2 separate regions of the Oryctolagus cuniculus genome follow, and region 1 is linked to region 2. Evidence: chromatin contacts called from public Micro-C data. All regions are on one chromosome and are shown on one strand. The core of a region is the stretch at or near the end of the contact, and the rest is flanking DNA. Distances in the headings are between cores, read along the strand shown. Region 1 holds the start of RHOGL (rho-related GTP-binding protein RhoG-like). Region 2 has its middle 34 kb from the start of NLGN3.

Region 1 (3,398 bases), core at 145-2,644, 170 kb after region 2:
GCGCCCCAACCGGGACTAGAACCCGGTGTGCCGGCGCCGCAAGGTGGAGGATTAGCCTATTGAGCCACGGCGCCGGCTAGATCTTTGTTTTTCAAATAAAAATAAATAAATAAAACTTCAAAGTACAAGAAGAGAAAAAATAATGGTCAAAGTGGAAATCAGTGAAAGAGCAGAAAAACAAGAGGAAACTCAAAGAAACCAGATACACATTGTATACCAATGTGTGTTTTTTTAAGATTTTCTTTGTTAATTTGAGAGGTAGAGTTGCAGACAGTGAGAGAGACAGAAAGGTTTTCCTTCCGTTGGTTCACTCCCCAAATGGCTGCAACAGCTGGAGCTGCGCCAATCCGAAGCCAGGAGCCAGGTGCTTCTTCTGGGTCTCTCATGTGGGTGCAGGGGCCCAAGGACTTGGGCCAACTTCTACTGTTTCCAGGCCGTAGCAGAGAGCTGGATTGGAAGAGGAGCAGCTGGGATGAGAACTGGCATCCATATGGGATGCCTGCACCACAGGTGGAGGATTAACCTACTGTGCCATGGTGCGGGCCCCACACCAATGTTTCTTACAGCATTATTCACAATACCCACAGTTGTCAACAATCCAAATGTCCATCAACAGATGATAACAAAGGACAAATATGTAGTGTATGATTCCATTTATATGAAGTACCTAGAAGAGTCAAACTGGTAGATACAGAATGTTGATTAGAGGTTACCACTGGCTGGGGGGAGGGAGGAATGGGGAGTTATTGTTGAAGGGATAGAGTTTCTGTTTGGGGTGATGAGAGTTTTGGAAATAAGAGTAGTGAGGGTTGCATAACGCTGCCAATGTACTTAATGCCTCTGAATTGTACACTTAAAATGACTAAAGTGGCAACTTTTTAACATATTTTACCACAAAATATGAAGTTAAGAATGCAATATACCAAAAGCCATTGACTTGTACACTTTAACTGGGGCAGTTACGTGGTATGTTTATCTGTCTGTACACACACACACATCTGAAGGAAGCTGTTCAAAAAGTACATATTTATATAAAACTCTAGCAAATGCAAACATACATGGTGACAGAAAGCAGCCCTAATTTGCTCACTACCCCAGTTTCTTGTATTGTTTCCCTTTTTGCAAATACTTTCTCAGGTCTTAGCGTCTTTATATTAACACTGGTCCTGGGTAAAAAGCAGAGATCTGGGGAAGGGAGTGTGGTCTGGCTTATCCAAGGGGAGGCTTGGGGACCTCTCCACCCGCTAACTGGTGCCGAATCTAACTAGTCGAAGACTACCGAGACCTTGATTGCCTTGAAAGTGTGATCAGACGCCTGCGCCTTGTAGACAGAGCGCCGAGCCTGGAACTCCACTTCCCAGGAGGTCTCGGGGCGTCGAGTGAAGGCTGCGTCTGCTGACTGGGTGGGACTCACTCGCTACCCGGATGTGGCACCGAGCTCGCTGAGCCTGCGGGGTCCAACTCTAGCCGCCCGGGAGGCTCCGCGAGCCGTGTGGAACGGCGCTGGAGAAAGTGCAGACTTTTCCCGGGTAACCTTTATTGAAGAATCCCCCAGCTGACCCTCAATTCCAGCCTTCTCGCCGCGAGTCTCTCCATTCCCCGAGATGGTTGCTTTAGTGTGTGAGCCACTCCCAGGAGGGAAGGAATTTGGGGGTGGGGTGAGGGGTGTGTGTGTCGGGGACAAGGAGCCGGCTCTTCCTGTCTGAATCTGATGCGGGGAGGGGGAGGGGATCTCTCGGTCCCAGGCTCCCGGGTCCACATCAAGTTCTGGAAGCAGCTACCTTTAGTGGTGAAGGACGTGTGGACCTGCTGAGCGGGCTCATAATGTTGGGGTTGTTGGGTCACCAGGGTTGCCTGTCCTGTTCCGTTTCCAAGTGCAAGATACTCTGTCCTGGCTCAGAGCTGAGGAGTGTTCAGTCGCTTCCCTCGCCCCCGAGGGTTGGTCCTTTGACCTTTCCTGACCCAGAGCAGTCAATCTGCCTGCCTTGTGGGGAGCTTTGCCTAATCTAGTACATAACTAAATGGCAGAAAGTGGGACTCACGCTGAATTCTTTTAGCTACAGGAAGTTAGAGAGAGTGAGGGATTTTGAGCGCATGGGGGAAGGTTGAGACTGCAAGAATGCTGCAAACAGCTCTGCTTGAGGGTGCGCCCTTCTTGACCGTCGGGGCTTTTGTATTATGTGTTCAGCCTAGGATAAACTGACCACTGGGTTTACCGTGCGTGAGAAAGGATGCTGTATAGGGTGTGTGAAAGTGCCTAGCACTCTGAACCTGTAATTTCCCTTTATCTCTGCATAGCAACTTTTTTTTTCCTGGGCCCACACATCACTCTGCATTCTTTGCCTTTTTAATGCAGATCCTGCTTTTGCTGCCAAACTTGTTTCTAGCCTTCTGGGAGTCTTTCTGTCTCTTCCCACCTCTCCCAACCCAGTCACTTTTTTTTTATTTTTAAAGAGTTTTGTTCATATTTTTATTTAAAGTTTCTTTTTCTTTCTTTTTTTTTCTTTTTTTTTGACAGGCAGAGTGGACAGTGAGAGAGAGAGAGACAGAGAGAAAGGTCTTCCTTTGCCATTGGTTCACCCTCCAATGGCCGCCGCGGCCGGTGTGCTGCGGCCGGCGCACCGCGCTGATCTGAAGGCAGGAGCCAGGTGCTTCTCCTGGTCTCCCATGGGGTGCAGGGCCCAAGCACTTGGGCCATCCTCCACTGCACTCCCGGGCCACAGCAGAGAGCTGGCCTGGAAGAGGAGCAACTGGGACGGAATCCGGTGCCCCGACCGGGACTAGAACCCAGTGTGCTGGCGCCGTAAGGCGGAGGATTAGCCTAGTGAGCCGCGGCGCCGGCCCCAGTCACTTTTTTTTTTTTTTGACGCCGGCGCCGCGGCTCACTAGGCTAATCCTCCGCCTTGCGGCACCGGCACACCGGGTTCTAGTCCCGGTCGGGGCGCCGGATTCTGTCCCGGTTTCCCCTCTTCCAGGCCAGCTCTCTGCTGTGGCCTGGGAAAGCAGTAGAAAATGGCCCAAGTCCTTGGACCCTGCACCCACATGGGAGACCAGGAGGAAGCACCTGGATCCTGGAGTCAGATCGGCTGGGCCGGCTGTAGCGGCCATTTGGGGGGTGAACCAAAGAAGACCTTTCTGTCTCTTTCTCACTGTTTAACTCTGCCTGTCGGAAAAAAAAATTTTTTTTGAAATCCTTTAAAAAATTCCTTCTAACAGCACACTGCCAGCATGGCATCTGGGAGAGAGAGTAGAGATTGGTGACGCTAAGGAGGGAATGCTATGGGTGATCTTTAATAAGGACAGCATCGTGCCAGATGCTTGAGCCAATTCATACAAGCTTTTCTCACATTGGTCATGAGCAACCTCAAATACCTGTCTTTTGCTAACTCTCAGAGCCC
Region 2 (3,425 bases), core at 921-3,420:
ACCTGGTGGTGAAGTCAGTATATAGCACCCTGCCGTGGCAGCCTCCTTCCCCTCCTTCCTAAATGCAGAGCATTTTACTGCTACCCAGCATCTAGGGATGGGGCTAACTTCCTTCCAGGAGGGCAGAGCCAGCCGTTCAGAGGCCCTCTGGGGTCTGTGTAATGGAAAAGAAAAGGGAGAAAGGGAAAATGTTGTTCCCCGCCTCATGGCGCTGCCAAAGTTTCTATTTCCCCAGAGGGAATACTACAGCATTGAGTTTGTCGGATGCCCCTCCCTCCACCCACTCTGCACTCCCACCCACTCTTTTATGATGGCTTGATTATCTATTACAGAAGATATAAGCGCCAGCACTTGCTCTCACGTGATCTCTCTCTCTCTCTCATAGACTTGATCAGACAAATTGTTCTGAGCCTCTAGGGTGGCCAAGGGAGTAACAGCAATAGGGTCTGGTTCCCCCAGGAGCTCCGATTTCAATGTTAACTTCTTCCCGAGTGGGCTGTCTACTGTTCTAGGATGACTGAGCTAGAATGACTCCTCCATAGATAAGCCTGCTCCCCTGAGGCTACACGTGGGATTCCTATAGCCCCTTTATTTTTTTTAAGATGTTATTTATTTGAAAGGCAGTTACAGAGCGAGAGGAGGGAGAGACAGAATCTTTGGTCGGCTGGGTCACTCCTCAAACACCTGCAACTGCCAGGGCTGGGCCAGACCACAGCCAGGAGCCAGGAGCTTCTTCTGGGTCTCCCACGTGGGTACAGGGGCCCAAGGACTTGGACCATCCTCTGCTTCTTTCCCAGGCACATTAGCAAGGAGCTGGATCAGATGAGCAGCAGCTGGGACTCAAATTGGAGCCTATTTGACTGAACCCACTATGCCACAGCACTAGCCCCTCCTATAGCCCCTTTAAAAGGTTGGGGAGGGGGAGAACCCGTGCCACAGAGAATAGAACAGATACACGGAAGCCCCTTTCCCCTCAAACCCCATTGCTGATTAGATGCAAAGCAGTCAATCAGGCTCAGACTGGAGGGGCCTAATGATGTCTGCCATAATGGGAGAGGGGGGGTTCTCTGTAGAGGGTAGATGGCTAGCCTCGAGCTGGCCAGAGCTGGTGAAAAGGTTCGTGTCTCTGCCACTCCCTCCATTCTCAGGGGCCCCTGAAGTCCACCTTTCCTAGCGTAGATTGCAGGTAGGGAGGTGCAGATCATCGCCGTGCAAAAGAAAGAAATCATCAGCTAGATGAGAATGCTTCTGCCTCCTTGCACACACACCAGCTCTGCCCTTTTGCTTACAACACCGAGGAGTCGGAGTGGAGGCCCCCCATCTTCACTGGCCAAGAAGAGAACAAGCCCCCTTTATCTTTTAGTTAAGACAGGGTTGCAATTTTTCAGAAATCGTATTAGCCAGCAAACTGAAGGATAAGAAAGTTAACAAAAGAACACACAAACCGGGTGATGAAGCTCACATATCTTATCCTGGATTAGCTACAGTTTAACATTAAAGGAACTTTTAACAGATACAAGGCACAGAACACCTAATCAAGTCCCCCCCCCCTTTTTTTTTCCAGCCACAGTATCTTGTCCAAACAGGAGAGAAGCCAGACATTACAGCAAACTGCCCGGGCTTGAGCCTGCCATAGCTCTAGTGAGATTCAGTCCCTGCTAATCAGCTTCCCACGTGGCCCCCAGTACAGAGACCCTGGTGGGTGCCTCCTGTCCTGAACACTTGCTGCAGTCATCCGGGCCCCTGAGTGTCCCCTACTTTCACCCACCCCTTTCAGGCTCCCGAGAGAGCCGAGCCCAAGTGAAACCCCACCCCTTCACGCAGCTTTAAAGACATCTTTTTAGGACAAGTGTTCTGACAAATGCCAATGTTCTCACGAGTCCAATTGGGGAGGGGGGGGTTAGAACTGAAACTGCTTCTGAAAAGCTGATCCTAGGGTGGCCGTTGCTATTGTTTTTAGTGAGCGTTTCGTTTCAGTGCCCCAAAGTGGCCATGTGACCTTGATGGCAAACGCCATCTTTCTCCGGTGCCCGCCTGCGCCGCATCACGCTCCGAGGACGGTTCGCTCGCGCTCGGTCTTTTCCGATTTCAAAGGCTTTGGACCGCCCACCAGGTCCCGTCTTCCGGTCTGAGGGGCCCAGGAGGTTCGCAGGTCATTTGCGGAGCAGCCGTGATTGACATGATCTGCCGCTAATGAGTGCTCGTCTCTTTCCCAGCTCAGATTTCTAGTTCCGCTCCCGCTCGCAGCTTCTTTTTGATGACTCATCCCTCAGATTCTTCGCACGCTCGCCTTCCGGAGGCAGCCCCGCCCCTCTCGTCCTTGCTCCCTGAGCTCCTAGCTGTCCCCCGCCCATCCTCCCCTGCTATAGGGGAACGATTTCTGTGAATCCTATCGGGTATAGTTTGGTGTTTTGTTTTGTTTTTCCCAGTGCCCTTTAAACGTAAAGAAGCAAAAAACACAATTTCCGCACAGGAAAGAGGACGTCCATTTCCTTATAAGGAGCTTAACCCTTGCCTGTTCTCTGAGATTCCCCGTGCACTTGATGGGAGTAGGAGAGGAAGGGACTATGGCGACGCTTCTTTCTGCCTGTTTCTAGTCTCTGGGTTCCTAGCAGAGGTCAGGTTGCCCCCTCCCAACAGGGGGGACATCAGGGAGGGATAGTTAGGCTTGGAAGTTTACAAACATTTCTGTGGGTCTCGTGGGCATCAGCAGCTGGCACATAGGGTAAGTTTGCTGCAGGCTGCAGCCCTAAAGAGGAAACAGATCTTTAGTCGTTAGTGGTGGCGGGGAGGGAAAAGGAAGAGCAAGAAAACTAGGGAACTGAGACTCAAACTAAGCAACTGCGCGGGGCTCAGAGCATTTACATAGGTAAAACGCATGGGCCCCTGCCTGTCCTCCATAGGGTCAAGTGCATTCAGAAGATCTCTTGACTGGCTGAATTTGTCCCCTTTGGGTTACGTCTTACAGTCCCAGGAGCCCTTTTCTCCTGGCACTATCATCACCGCCACTCTGCTGTGTGTCTTCCGCTCCAGCTAAAGCAGGTGATTGAAAGCTTCCAGTTTGACCTGGGTTTCACACTGCCGTGTATGGGGCTTTGTACATAGTGGGGGTCCCATAACTCCCTGACTCTGGATAGCAAACCAAAGACTAGACTCTGCGGTCCCTCAGTCTGCAGAGTGCTCAGACCCAGGCTTATCCTCCCAGGGAGCTTTGGCACCTGGGTCCCCCACCCACCCACCCACCCTTGGAGATGAGACTGATTTGCTTCTTCCAGAAACAAAGAAGGTTCTGGGCAATACGCAGGTACCTTCCTTTTCTAGTCCATCCTGGCTAGCCCCCTTGGGGGCCCCTTGGCTAAAATCCATGCGCGGCTCAGTTGCATTGTCCAGGCTTGCCCCTCGGGCCTCTGATGGGGTACAGAGTA

What was found. Hi-C and Micro-C count contacts between places; a contact is called where the count stands out from the background.
Region 1: a Micro-C map of ear pinna shows a contact between it and region 2, with 10 times the contacts expected there. The contact joins the promoter of RHOGL here to the enhancer-like site in region 2. A contact is called at or near these places in 3 of 6 Hi-C or Micro-C datasets (ear pinna, psoas muscle and an unstated tissue).

What each region holds. Positions count from the first base shown.
Region 1 is chrX:51,153,913-51,157,310 of mOryCun1.1, forward strand. It overlaps RHOGL (rho-related GTP-binding protein RhoG-like), which reads left to right and starts at 1,395. Exons shown (of 2, transcript NM_001382224.1): 1 at 1,395-1,529.
Region 2 is chrX:50,981,776-50,985,200 of mOryCun1.1, forward strand. No RefSeq gene overlaps it. Among named protein-coding and RNA genes, the nearest start is that of NLGN3, 34 kb to the left of the region's middle. Within about 2 kb of position 2,171, at least 8 of the 8 cell types and tissues checked have an H3K27ac peak or open chromatin away from gene starts, as enhancers often do. A contact at or near this core is called in ear pinna, where this site is marked.